Linked DNA regions of Ovis aries: all the other regions are linked to region 3. The links are chromatin contacts, called in public Hi-C maps. All regions are on one chromosome and are shown on one strand. The core of a region is the stretch at or near the end of the contact, and the rest is flanking DNA. Distances in the headings are between cores, read along the strand shown. Region 1 holds the start of MED13L (mediator complex subunit 13L). Region 2 overlaps MED13L (mediator complex subunit 13L). Region 3 overlaps LOC121816951 (a long non-coding RNA gene).

Evidence for each region. A called contact is a pair of places that touch in the nucleus more often than the background predicts.
Region 1: a Hi-C map of tail adipose tissue shows a contact between it and region 3, with 11 times the contacts expected there. The contact joins the promoter of MED13L here to the enhancer-like site in region 3. A contact is called at or near these places in 9 of 16 Hi-C or Micro-C datasets (blood, hypothalamus, mesenteric adipose tissue and 4 more).
Region 2: a contact with region 3 is called in a Hi-C map of hypothalamus, with 3 times the contacts expected there. The contact joins two enhancer-like sites. A contact is called at or near these places in 8 of 16 Hi-C or Micro-C datasets (blood, hypothalamus, liver and 5 more).

What each region holds. Positions count from the first base shown.
Region 1 is chr17:58,647,022-58,651,723 of ARS-UI_Ramb_v3.0, forward strand. It overlaps MED13L (mediator complex subunit 13L), which reads left to right and starts at 1,972. Exons shown (of 31, transcript XM_015101660.4): 1 at 1,972-2,235. The coding sequence starts at 2,164.
Region 2 is chr17:58,775,250-58,779,695 of ARS-UI_Ramb_v3.0, forward strand. The region is part of intron 2 of MED13L (mediator complex subunit 13L); the gene reads left to right. Among named protein-coding and RNA genes, the nearest start is that of TRNAC-ACA, 120 kb to the left of the region's middle. Within about 2 kb of position 2,087, at least 8 of the 54 cell types and tissues checked have an H3K27ac peak or open chromatin away from gene starts, as enhancers often do.
Region 3 is chr17:58,377,752-58,382,428 of ARS-UI_Ramb_v3.0, forward strand. All of the region lies in intron 2 of LOC121816951 (a long non-coding RNA gene), which reads left to right. Among named protein-coding and RNA genes, the nearest start is that of SPRING1, 98 kb to the left of the region's middle. Within about 2 kb of position 2,785, at least 23 of the 54 cell types and tissues checked have an H3K27ac peak or open chromatin away from gene starts, as enhancers often do. A contact at or near this core is called in tail adipose tissue, where this site is marked.

The sequences.
Region 1 (4,702 bases), core at 722-3,221, 270 kb after region 3:
AATGCATGAAATTGGTCTGAAGTCAGTGGGTCAGCAACTGGGACCTCTTTCTGATAGACTGGGAAATGAGGCTCAGAGAGTTAAACCATGGTGGTCAAGGTAATACAACCATGGGTGCCAGAGTCATCTATAGGCACTTGTTGACAGAACCTTCTGGACTCAGGCTTGGGCTCTGAAGCCAGATACACCTGGGCTTGAGCCGTTCACTAACTGGAGAGCTTGGAGATGTCACTGCACTTCTGAGCTTTGACTTACAGTCTAAGGATAAAAACAGTATCTTAATGCGGTTGTTCTGAGGACTATGTGAAATAATGTGGGTACATTCGTTGTAACATAGTGTCAATCATAATGCATATTATAACATGCTGCTCCTGAGTTTTGCTTTAGCAGTAATTTGTGGTAATTCCAAAGCTCAATTCATATATCTAATACTGTTCTCCTTTTATTACATTGCTTCTTTCTTGTTTTCCATTCGTCCCTGTTTTAATCCAATCCACCTGGCTTTTCCACGTTTGCGGGCTTGTTAATGAAGAAGTTATCTCCTTCCCACCTTCGAGGGGAGCATGAGCTCTGAGGTCTGACAGAGAGCCTCCTCATACTGGCATTTCTCTGGACTCCCACACTGTTATGCTTGGGAAATGTTGGTTATTGACTGAATGGAGCCAGGCGGGAAGGTCTGCTCCAAATCCAGCCCAGTAGTGTCTGGTAGTTTAAAAAATACATATATTTATATCCTGGCACAAAGCAAGAGGTCAGAAAGCATTTCTGCAACGCATGCATGCATGCGCACAGCGCCTACGAGTAAGGGATTAAAAAGGCATTTCTGGATTCAGAGCATAGTGCGTGGTACACAGTAAGCACTTCCTGGCCTAGGCTTTAAAATCTTGATGCAAGAGCTCCGCTTCGCTGTGTGCCTGAATACAAGGGTTCGAATCCCATCCCCTCCTCTTCCTAGGTGAGCGACCTCGGGTAAGTGTCTTAACCTCTTTGTGCTTCAGTTTTCTCATCTGCAAAACGCGGACCACGGAGTGAGACCTCGAGGAGACACCCCGAAGCACTTGGATCTGCTGTCTGGCCCATGGCGGGCCTCTGCCACCCAGCCGGCAGGGGCGATCGAGGGCACAGGCAAGGAGCCCCAAGCCCTCCACAACCACTGCCACCGGCGTTCCCGTGGCTCGCGGTCGCGCCCAGCAAAGATTCGTGCACCCGAGGGGGCGGGGCGCGGGGCGGCCGGCTCAGCGGCTGACTGCCCGCCCGCCCGCCTCGGAGCCGCGCCGCCCGCACTTCTTTCTCTCCCTCTGTCTCCGTCTCCCTCCCTCTCTCCGCCGGAGAATCCAGCCGCTCTCGGCTCAGCAGCGCCGCCAGCGAACAGTCGCGGCCGCCGCTCCGGCCCCTCCCCCGCCTCCTCCAGTCCCCCCCCGTGCGGCCGGCGCCCGTCACGTGACAAGGCGCCAGCCAATGGCGGGCCGAGCCGCGGTCGGCGGCCGCCATTGCTGTCAGAGCGAGCGAGCCCAGGGAGGGAGGAGAAGCGAGGCTGACTGGGGAGGAGGGGGGGGTGGGGGAGGAAGAGGAAGGAGGGGACGTCGCTCGGCTGCCGGGGTCGCCCGCTGGCTTCGTCCGCACCCCCCCCTTCGCGAGTTCGCGCTCCGCGGCGGCGGCGGCTCCGAAGCGGCGGCGGCGACTCTAGGGCTCGCCTCCCCTCACGCGCCGGCGGGGGCTGAGGGGGAGTCGGTGGCTGGAGATAAACAAGGCGGCGGCGGCGGCGGCTGAGGAACAGGGAAGGCGGAGGCGGCGGTCGGCCCGCAGCGCCGGCCCGGGAGGCAGCGGCGGCCCTGAGAGGCGGGGAGGGCGCCGGGCCGCGCGGACAGCGCCCCCCGCCGCCGCGGGAGCAGCCGCCGCCGCGGGAGCAGCCGCCGCCGCCGCCCGAGCAGGAAGGAGCCGCGCGGCCGCCGCGGACCCCCCCGCCGGCCCGGGCCCGCCGCCCCCGGCGCGGCGTCGCCGCGGCGCCTCTCGCCCGCCCGCCGGCCCTCGCGCCCTCCCCCGGCGGCGGCGGCGGCCGGGCCGCCCCACGCTCCCCGGCGAGGCGCCGCCGCCCGGCCCGGCCTCGCCTCGGACGCCTCGCTCCGACATGCCCCGCTCTGGCGGCCGGGCTCGCGGAGGATCATGACTGCGGCAGCGAACTGGGTGGCGAACGGGGCGAGCCTGGAGGATTGTCACTCCAACCTCTTCTCGCTGGTGAGTAGCCGGGCTGCGGGGAGGGGGCTGTGCCGTGGGGTGGGGGGGGGTCGACCTCCGCCACCGACCAACTTTCTCCTCCCGCCGCCGGGACTTCGCCCCTCCCTCGCCTCTCCCCGCCGTTCGCCTCTTGCCGATTCTCCCCCTTTTGGATCGTCTCTCCTTCGCCTTGGATCCCATCCAGTGTTTATTTGGCTCTTTAAAAATCATTTGTGAGCGCGGCGCTCGGCGTGGAATTTGCATGTGGAAGTCTCAAAGCTGCGGATTCTGGGTCGCACTTCGAACGCCCACCCTCTGTTGCAGTCGCACTCCCCTTCCCCTCCCTTTCCCCCTCTTTTCCCCCCTTAAATGTGGAAGGCTTTTGCCTTGTGTTGCCCGCGCCTGCGATAAGCAGCTTTTTTTCCCCCTTGTGTCGGATCGGCTGCCCGCCCGCCCGCCCGCCTTTTGAATTTTTTAAAAAATTCCATAATGACACCTGCAATTTCGCCCGAAAACAGTTGATTGAATGCGATTGTGTCAGTAAAGGACTCTTGCACCCGAAGCTCCGGCGATTGTAAACATCGACAGCCGCCTGCCTCTCGGGGCTTACTACGCTGGAGAGCCTTAAAGCCATTGCACCGAGCCGACGGAAGGTGGAGAAAGCTTTTTTTCTTTCTCTCCTCCTGTGTCTTTTAAAAACTGTTTTCTCTCTGCTCACAACGAATCCACACACACACACACACACACACACACACACACAAAGCAACAAGCTGGGCGGTTTGATAACATCGCTTTTATCTGTCTTCGCCTCTCTCGCGCTCTCTCTCTGATAATTGACAACTTTTCCTTCGGATTTGAATCGCCTGCCTTAATCTTGAAGCAGTTAGGGTGTCAATTGTTCTCCTGGAAGCCTGGCATCCGACGACGGCGTCTAGATTCATCGAAATTAAAAATGTATAGGGTTCCAGAAACTCTTTCCTGGCGGTGGCAGTGACATTTGGTGGTAAATGCCATCTTTGCTTTTTTTTATTGGGTCGTATTACCTAGCTCTGAAAACATTCACGTTGTTAAACCTGGCGTTTAGACTAATAATTGCAGTGCGTGGTCTTTAAATATGTGCTTTGTGCATGAGTAACTGTATGTATAGCTATGTGCCCGGGAGACTACGAATTTGTTTAAATATTGAGCAAAGATTTGTAAACAGATGTAAGGCAATTATGTTTCAAGCGTGGAATATAATTGGAAAATTGGCTGAACGGTTTGTTTAATTTAGACTTTAAAAAAACCCAACTTTGTTTAAGTGGTGTACCCTTTTTGGGGGACTGCCTTTAGAGAACATGCATTTTGGAAATTGTTTTCCGTAACCTCTGCTGTACATAGAGCTTTATTTCCTCTTAATCTTTGTTTACACTGGGTACATAATTTAGTGTTCAAATTGTAATTAGTTACATTTAATTAAGGGTAGCATAGATGCTTTTTTTTTTCCTTTTGAGACTAGTGGAGAAATACAAATTCTTGCCAACTTTTTAAATAGAAGCTTTATTAAATATATTTCATTATGCAGATTTTAAAAAATGAAGACAAGCGATTTTTACCTACTGAGACCGAGTGACATAGTATCTATGCTTTTACTGTAGTAATAGCAGGTCAGTTTTTTTCCTCCCAACATTTTTATTCGGATATTTAATCTTAAAATTCAGTTACAAGTTGTGATTCTCCCTTTCAGTCCTGTGATAACTTCCCCTTGCCTCCTCTTTTCTTCTCTCAGTCTTTCATTTAGTGTCACTCAGATTCTCAGGGACTTCCATAGGGTAGCAAACATTGACTAAGGGGTATTTAAATGGTTTTTGTTTGGTGACTGGTGACCGAGTTGACACTTTATCAGGAAATTAAAATAACCAAGTAGATCAGTATTAGTGAGGAGAGATTCCCCCAAATTACCATATATCATGCTGACTGATAATGGCTTGTATATATGTGGCTATTTTGTATACAGTACCTTTCATGTAGGAGTGAAAATACATGTGTAGCCAGTCTTCAGTATATATCATTTCTTTTTTTATCCTTTTTTAATTTTTTTAAAAAGCTTAAGAATGATAATGTTTCTAAAGATGTTTAATATTGTTTTGGAGAAAAAATTTGTAGGAGAGGATTCTGTGCTTTCTGACTTTCTAAAGGTTTGTGCTTAAACCAGGAATTCATTTTTGAGTATAGTTTTTTTAAACAGAATTATTCTTTAGGTAGCAACTTTGAAATGCAGAAATGCTTTTTTCTTTTTTGAAGAACTGTGTAATGTCTGTGTTCTCTTATAGATGGAGGTTGGATAGCCGGTTATTAAAAAACTGCAAATCCGTTAAAGAGCTACTGATACTGTAAATTTTTCTTGCTCCAAATTGAGCATTTTCTTGAAAATCAGATACAGCAGCAACCTGGAATATCAAAAATATGTTGCCTAAAATACATTGTATAGAATAATTAATTCCAAAGG
Region 2 (4,446 bases), core at 837-3,336, 400 kb after region 3:
GTGGCAAGAACCTGATATTCTTGGGGATATCTTTACTTACATAGCCAGTGGCTGGTGCTGGCTATTGGCTAGAACTTCAGCCAAGATAGCCAGAACAACCACCTGTGGCTTCTACATGTGAACTGGGTTTCCACACACAGCAAGGTTGGATTCTAAAAATGAGCATTCCAAGAGGCAGGACATGGACACTGCCAGTTTTTGAAGCTTTGAACCAGGAGACTTAGCATAGTGTCACTCTGGCCAAATTTTGTGTGTTGAGGCACTCACAGAGAGCCATCTAGATTCAGGGGAGGTGACATACTCCCTATTACTTGATGAGAAGAGTGACAGTGTCACAGTGTAAAAAGAACAGCTCAGCTGGTAAAGAATCCACCTACAGTGTGGGAGACCTGGGTTCGATCCCTGGCTTGGGAAGATCCCCTGGAGGAAGGCACGGCAACCCACTCCAGTATTATTGCCTGGAGCATCCCCAAAGACAGAGGAGCCTGGTGGGCTACCAGTCCATGGGTTGCAAAGAGTTGGACATGGCTGAGTGACTAAGCACAGCTCAGGATGGAAAATGTTGTGTCAGCCATCTTTGGAAAACAGGTGGTATCTGGCTGGGTGAGCTGTGGTGTTGAGGGCCTGTCTGTCTGTATCTGAGGGTCACATGGTCTTGGAGCCAGTTTTGAGCGGAGCGTGAGTTCCACTACCAGCTTGGTCTGTAGTCATCCTGGATCAAGCTCTTCTCCATGCTTATGCATTTCCCACATTGTTAGGAGTTACTGTTTCTACTCTTAGATTGAGCCTTTGCATTTGTAGAGGGAAGCCGAGGGTTGGACTTTCAGGCAGTGCTGACTGGCAGGGTGAGTGTTCCAGGGTAAAGTGCTATGTTTTATGGATGCCCTTCAAGAATTTGAAACTAAAGACTGCTTGTATAGTGACCTGCCAGAAATAAATTCTGGTTTTGTTCATTATTGTTAATGGCCTCTGCTAGTTGAGGGAAAAGTTGCCCCTTTACTCATGTCCTCCTTTCAAATTACCAAGGAGTTTTCCTTTTGTGACAGTATTATCATTAGTAAATCCACCTTACTCATCATTTTCAAAAATCTCTAGTTTCAAAAATTCATTCCTAATCAAAGAATTGCAACTGTGTAGTAAGTAATGTTGAGTTCATTTCCCCTGGTTAGTCTGTTCCTCTCATCATCCCTCCACCCCACCCCCGCTTTTAGTCCTCCTTTTTTGCTCAGTAGTGAGATTGCAGAAAGAGTAGGCAGACAGAAAATGAGGAGAAAGAAAACTGCATTTCCGTGTGCAAATAGCATCCTTAATTTGATTATAGGACTTTACTCCAAGTGCTAATATTGTGTAGTATTGTAAAATAATATTTTAAAAGAGATTTTGTGCTATAGACTTAGAGAATAGCATTACATTAGAGGTGCTGCAAAAATGACAAACTAATCCTCTCCCAGATAACTTGAGTAGAGTACGTTTGGCAGGTTCCAGAGATGTGCAAGTAAAATAAGATGGTCATACTGATTTCAATACCCATGTTTTTCAAATGTGTCTACACTTGGATTTTGACTATATACATGCACACACATTTATATGTGTATGCACAGATACGACTTTTTTAACCAGAACATGAAACCTGGAGAGTTTCATCTCTGAGCATCTGTTAAAGTTGACAATTCTGTAAATCAGTACCTGACATAATGAAGAATTTATTTGAGGAGGATATGTGACAAAAGTACTGTCAGTATCATTTGTATATAGTGTTGTAGCAGAGCTATGATTTTCTTCCTGTTTTGCAGAGACTACACTTCTCATGCTTGTTAATGGAAGCTGCCTTTTCATTTCCCTCCGTAACCTGGTGAACAATTTCCTTTCCTCTTCATAGTAATATGTGCTTAGCTGATCCACACTATATAGATTATGTTTGAGTCTTTTGTGTATGCTTTCCATGAATAAACACTCCGCTTTCCTTATATTCTCTCCCTCCACTCCAAAGTAAACATTAAAATTGAAAGAGTGCAGTTCTAGACTGTCTTCTCAACGAGGTGCTGGTGGTGTAGATACATTTCTGGTTGTCACCACTGGAGGGTAGGGTGCTGTTGCCATCTACTGGGTAGAGGCTAGGGATGATGCTAAGCATCCATTACCCAGGGATGATGCACAAGAGAGCCCCCTACAGCAAGGAATTATTTCACACAAACTTCAATACCACTCTGGTTGTGAAACCTGAAAATTAGGCCCACAATGTGTATACATATATTTCTGGTTAACCTGGTCATGAAGCTCTAATAGCTTTTTGAGCAATATATGGTTTTCATATTTTTTAAGTAAAAAGTGTTACTTTAAGTATATTTGTTCTTTCCTGTTTGTTCTATTTAGTTCTTAGCTTGCCCAGTGTTTAATTTCTTCTTTTTTTCAAGATGGCATAGATACTTGCAGAGAGCTTACATTGTACAATGATCTGCATATATTCAACACCTACAGACTGTCAAAGGACTGCATGCAGCTACTTACCGAATGCCAGGATTGCTTGCATTGTCTGTTGTAGGACTTCTGTAGTCACTAAATTATCAGTCCCCATACAGTACATCACAGGAAGTTGGCAGATACAGTGATCCATCTGTTATCACACCCATCAAGTGCATTGGCTCAGAGGGAAATGGCTGCAGATTGGAGCTCAGTGTGTGAGAGTAGTGAGATTCCAAGATGCTTATCATTCTTTCCAGAAAGTCCTTTCTGGCCTTTAGATGAGCTTCACTTGCTCATTTCTAAAACCAGCTTTCAGTTTATTATATCATTACCTTTTCATTAGTGTTTTCAGAAAAAACTGGATATGTAATCAGATATTTTTCTGAAAATAAGGTTTCAGATATCATCTTCTTTCCTCACCAGGGAAATTCTTGGTCAGATTGTCATAGAAAATGAGCAGTGGAAAATTGAAACTGCACAATCTGGAGTTTTATTTTTAAAATAGTTGTTTTTAACCTGAACTAAAGTAAAGCAAGTGTAAAACATTTTTATGTTATTCCATTGTGGCCAAAAAAATTTTTTTTTCTTAAACTTATGTAAGTATGATCACCTTCAAGGAAAGAGGTTGTGACTTTCATTGCTAATAAGAGATGTTTAGGCAGTTTCTTGTGAATTTAAGAAACCTGTTTGTTTCCTGGAAAGTCTTAGATATTTATGAAACCAAGATCACTTACATTTTCTGAGATCTTTTAGACAAAAGCATTGATGCTGCTTTTCATGGTGCTTTGAAGTTTCAGTGACTACCCTGAAGGTAAATGGGCATGTGCTTATGCTTCCTATCTTGTGAATAGTCTTATTTATATAGTTTTTCCCTTGGCAAGGCATAATGTCTGGTTTTGGGAGGCAGAAAATCACTTCCAAATTACTGTCGTGTATTACATGTTTTTGACTTAATTTGAGTTCACCTTCAAAAGGGCAAAATGGTCAGAGAAAAAAATTAAACAGGACAGCATATGACTAATTGAAAGTTAAAAGGAACCTTAGTTTTTCCAGACTGCAAGATACAAAATGAATGTGAACAGTGAATAGTTGTCTAGTCAATTTAAAAGAGCCATTGTGTTCCAGTTTCTTCTCTATGTACCTTCATTTGTAAACATCTCTGCGGAAAATGGGATTTTCAATAACTAGCTCAAACTATAATATTTGAGTTATCTTCAAATAGATAAAAGACATCTTTTAAATATCTCTCAAATTGAGAATTTACTATTGGTAAAGTGATTAAGTTATACTTAAAAATTTAGTTAGAAGTTTGTTTGATAATCATAAAATTTGGTGTCCATGAATAAGCCAGAGGTAAGTTGAGAATAATGCTACTGAAGGTGACTTCAGAAAACCATATAGTATTGCCAAAACTTACGTAGAAATGGATTATACAGTATTTTTATACCCCCCAAAATATTTTTGCATTCCTTCCTGCCCCCCCCCCAAAAAAAAGTTCCTGTGGCCTTTACAGATGTGGCTTCAGATAACTGTAGAGAGACTTTTGGCTCATACCTTATAGACTGAAACAAGTAGCATGGTTATATATAGTTATAACAACATAGAATGTGAGTTTAAGGTTGCTAAATGTGTAACTTTATTTTCTAAATTCGATGAATATGACTGATTGTCAGAAATTAGAGGACATTATAAATTTATAGTGATGAAGAGTCCTTATTATTAATAATAATACTAATAGCAACCATCTATAGTTGATTACTAGCATCAGTTATACTGAGGAAAGATGAGTTAATTTTGTATCTAAATGTTTCTTATTATGATAGAGGTTTTATAACTTAGAGTTATCTGATTTTAACACAGAAAACATATAGGCTCACGTCCTTACATGAACTGCTTTAAATTGTGATAGTTTATTGCCATTATTTTAAAGCATTTTAATTTAACTTAATTGATTTTTCCCCTCAAGAATCCTTCTCGTTAGTC
Region 3 (4,677 bases), core at 1,535-4,034:
GGAAAAAGGCACGCAGTAAGTGTATTCAATAAACCTTAGCTATTATTAGTAGGTCCGAGATAATTGGTAGTTGCTTCCTGGAATGCCTCGGAGGAGTCTAAGGCGACAAACAAGCTCAGCTAGACGGTGTCATGATGGATTAGTGATGTCTGCCATGGGCCTGGCAGGGGGACGTGGCAGCCTGAGTCGGTGTGTTTTCTGACCCTGGACTCTATGATGTCTAGCATCTGTTTCTCCTCTGACATTCTGTGATTCTATGGCTGTGATTCTGTGAGTCTATCTATAAAGTTCCGCAGTCAGCATTATTTACAGAATATTTAAGCAGCCTGGGCTCCTGCCGGCTCCCTTGCCAGGGCAGGAGGGTGAGTGGAAAGCCAGGAAGACACAGCTGGCTCCGTGCAAGGTGAAATAGATCGCCGCCGACAGGATGCCAGGCGGGGGATGCGCCGTGGGCAACTCCCCGCTTAGCACCTCCATGTCTCCCCCACCTCTTCTGGGTTAAACATGTTTATGGTTAGAGTCACTCCATTGGATTAAACATTGTCTCCAAGAAGCCTTTGTTTAAATGCGTAAAGCTTACCTAGAAAGGATAAGCGTGCAATCCATCCCTGTGTATTAATCCAATAAGCTAGCTGTTGTTCAGCAGAATAGAACTGAGAGGGAGTGGGACCAGAGACAGGTTATCTGTGAGGGCAGGTGAGGAGGTGAGGGGAAAGCCTGCCTTAGAGGGCAGGAGTCAGAATCGGGACTGTACAACTCCAGGAGGCACTGTTTACACTGAATTAGCATGTCTGGCTCGTCCTAGGACTCTCCTTGGGTTTTCCTGAAGACCCCATGCCCTGAGAACTCCCTCTGTCCTGGGTGATCCAGGATAGTCGATTATCCTGCCTCTAGGCCACATAGCATGGAAGGAGCTGTGTGGTCCTTGCTGTCATTTATCCCTCATGCGGCTGCCTAAATTCTCTTTCTGGACACGTCCCTCCCTTGCTATGAATACTCTGTGGCTCCCTGGGACCCTCCAGACTAGGCTGGGACTCTGTCACGGTGCTTATGGTAGCCCCCAGCCTTGCTTCCTGATGTCATCCAACCCACCCGTCTCCTGCCTCGAATCTCTTCCCCAACTAGTCGCCATATTGGAGACGCATTATAGGGCATGATTCTCTCTCTGGGTTAGAGGAGGAGCTTTCCTAGAGGGGAACTCACTTCTTGGAGTGTATTCAACTTGGGTCAGTAGCAAAAGAGCTGATTAGCCCAGGCTCTGTAGTATAAAATTGATCTGACCCCCTCCCCCAACTCCACCCAGTGATTTGGGGCTCGGGGACATGGCTACCACTTTGCATCAAGAGAAACCTCACATACCCCCAGAGAGCCCCAGGAACCCTTGGAGGGTAAGGGTGAAGCCACCAGGCACATGGAACCACCCTAAATGAAAATAAAGCCTTCCTTCCTTCCTACACTCTATTAAAACTTTTCAAAGCTGTTTCACACATACCCCTGGACAGATCCCCTCTCAGAAATAGGGAGGATGGATGTCATGCCCATCCAACAAGTGGAAAAATTGAGGTCCTGGGTGGAGGATCGTATACTCAATAAAGGAAGGTTTCTGGATGGGAATGGTCAAGTGCAGACATTTAGTATCTCATGGCACATCGGTGCCTGAACTGTGACTAACTTCTGCCTCACGTCCTCTGATGATTTTCATTCATTCATTTACCAAATGCTTCTTCCCACGTGTGAGGCACCATGTTCGTCTCACGATAATGACGACAGCTAGGGTCGTGGGCGACTTTACTACTCTCCAAGTCCTCCCCGCTAAATTCTGGATGTGCTTTCACTTCAGTGCTCAGCAAGCTTTGTGCTGTGGGCATGAATGCCACCCCAGATACAGGGGAGGAACCCAAGCCTGAAGAGGGGGAAGCAGCCCACCCAGAGTCGTCAGCTCACACGCGGGGGCTGTGCTGAGGCTCATCGTGTGCCCGGGGCGGGCTGTGCCCGTGCGGAGCTCTCCTGTCAGGAGAGAAACATGAGGTGCAGGCTTTGCCCCTAAGACTCTCTGGCTATTCCCTCCCAATGAGCAGCACTCCAAACAGAAAGAAAGGAGACCAACGTCCGTGGAGCATCTTCTGTGGCACGTGCACCTCACGTTTTCCAGACCACCGGGCGAAGTTGCTGCATTTGGGCCCGGATGAAGTCGAGGCTCCTTGGGTTGACATGATTGACCAAAGCTGGCCCAGCTGGTGTGCGCGGAGTGGAGACCTGGCCTTGGCCGGTCATACCACATGACTTGCTTTTTCCACCAGCCTTCCCAGAGGACGGGCGGTGGGGAGACAGCTTACCACGAGTCTTCAGGTCACGTAAGAACCACAGGAGCAGTTCTCCTGCGGCTTGGTACGTGACCTTAAGCACAAACCCTTGGGACAGGAGCCAGAAAGCCGCTCACTCACCCCTGGTAGGGCAGGGGGGCTGGGGGCAGGACCCAGGGCCTGTCCGAGTGGAGGCCCTCTGCCCGCGATAGGCAGCAGGTGGCGCTGTGGCCCCGGTTTAACAAGGACAGCGGGAAGGTGGAAAGGAGGGGGGAATCCAGAAAGAAGAACTAGTGGAAAACAAGGATTTAAAAAGAAGAACAATTTGTTCCAAAACATTTGCCTTGTAACGGGGTCATCTATAAATTCTGGGATTTCCTGTTTGCCGCTGGGCAGGCTGGCGGGCGGGCAGGCCACTCTCTTCTCTGCAGTCTGGAAGAATCATTTCAGCCCAGCTCACGAGCTCTGGCCTCCCCTGGCCCAGATTGGCTCTGAAATTTCCCGGCTTTTGTGCCCGTAAGCCGGATCCTGTGACAGCAGGTCTCCTTGAGCCGTGCTCCAGTTTCCACGGGGGTGGGAGGAGGAGTGAGATCATGGTCATTTTTAAAGGAGAGACTGTCTTCATGAGCTCCCTGCGTTCTGCTGCTGCCAGACTTGTTTTAAGGCATGAAGTAAGAGAGCAGAATAAAAGGAAAGAGACAGAGGTGGATTCTTTTATCTTTATTTTCCATACTTACAATTTTGTGTGTGTTGGGGGGAGAACACTTGAAATCTACACTCTTATCAAGTTTCAAGAATGGAGTTCAGTACTATTAACCAGCAGTGTTAAGTAGATCCCCAGAACTTATTCATCTTCACCGTGAAAGTTTTGTGCCCTTGACCACACCATCTCCCCATCTCCTGTACTCTCCCAGCCCCTGGCAAGCACTGTTCTACTGTCTGCTTCTGCAAGGTCAACTTTTTCAGATTCCACACATAAGTGATACCGTGCAGTATCGTGTTTCTGGGTCTGGCTAATTTCACTGAGCCTAATGTCTTCCAGGTTCTCGTTGTTGCATATGGCAGGATCTCCTTTTTTTTTTTTTTTTTTAATGGCCTAATAATATTCCCTTGTGTAAATATGCCACATTTTCTTTAGCCATTCACCTGTCAGTGAACACTTAGGTTGCTTCCACGTCATGGCTATTGTGAATAATGCTTCATTGACCTGGAAGTTCAGGTATCTCTTCAAGATTCTGGTCTCGTCTCCTTTGGAGTTGTACGCAGCAGTGGCACTGATGGATCATGCAGTAGTAGTTCTGTGTTTGCTTTTTTTAAATGCTTATTTGTTTGTATCTTTGGCTGTGCTGGGTCTTCACAGCTGTGTGGACTCTTCTCTAGTTGTGGAGAGCGGGGGCTGCCCTTGCGGTATTGCGCTGGCTTCTCTCATTGCAGCGGCTCCTCTAGTTGCGGAGCACGGGTCCTAGAGCTCAGGCTCGACACTTGCGGTGCACGGACTTAGTTGCTCCGTGGCATGTGAGATCTTCCTGGACCAGAGATCGAACCTGTCTCTCCTGCATTGGCAGGTGGGTTCTTTACCACTGAGCCACCAGGGAAACCCTGTTTTTTGTTTTTTTGTTTTTTGTTTTATGGAGGTGAAAGTGAAAGTGAAGTTGCTCAGTCGTGTCTGACTCTGTGCGACCCCAAAGAGAGAGCTGTTCTAGTCAATATGGGGATGAAAACATTTCACTGGAAAAGAGAGAGAAAATTCTTTTTACCTGCCTGGTAGAAATTGAACCAAGCCTAAAGCCCAAAGCCATCAGTTGATGAATGGCTAAAGAAAATGCAGCCATCCATCCATCCAACCATCTATCCATCCATCCATCACTTATCCACCCATCCATCCATCCACCGATCCAATTGCTCACTCATTCATTGGGCAAACAATTATGGAGTGCCTACCATATGCTGGTAGCTCAACCTGCTTTACTGTAAGGGTAAGCCTGGACCAGCTCTGCGGTCTCCCTCTGGGGTCAGTGGCACGTGGAGAACATGTGTGTAGCCTCTGGAGTTGGCATCCAGAAGGTGGGCTTGGGACTCCTGGGCAATAACTGTTGGGACCTTTAGCAAGGATTACAACATATTTGGCCAGGGTGAGGGGTGCAGTTTGTGGCTGAAAACAGAGTTTTTCTCTGAATAAGTCAAACGAGCCTGTCTGGGATCACATCCACGAGGGCTGGACAATCTGGTCCCAGCAAATTAAAACAACATGGGCACCAGCCAGCTACATTTTTGAAAACAGTATTTGTGTTGTTTTAATCAAGGACACCACCTCCTCTGTCCTTTGCTCTTGACAACAAGCTCTGAATTGAAATGGGGCAGAATTTATAAGAAA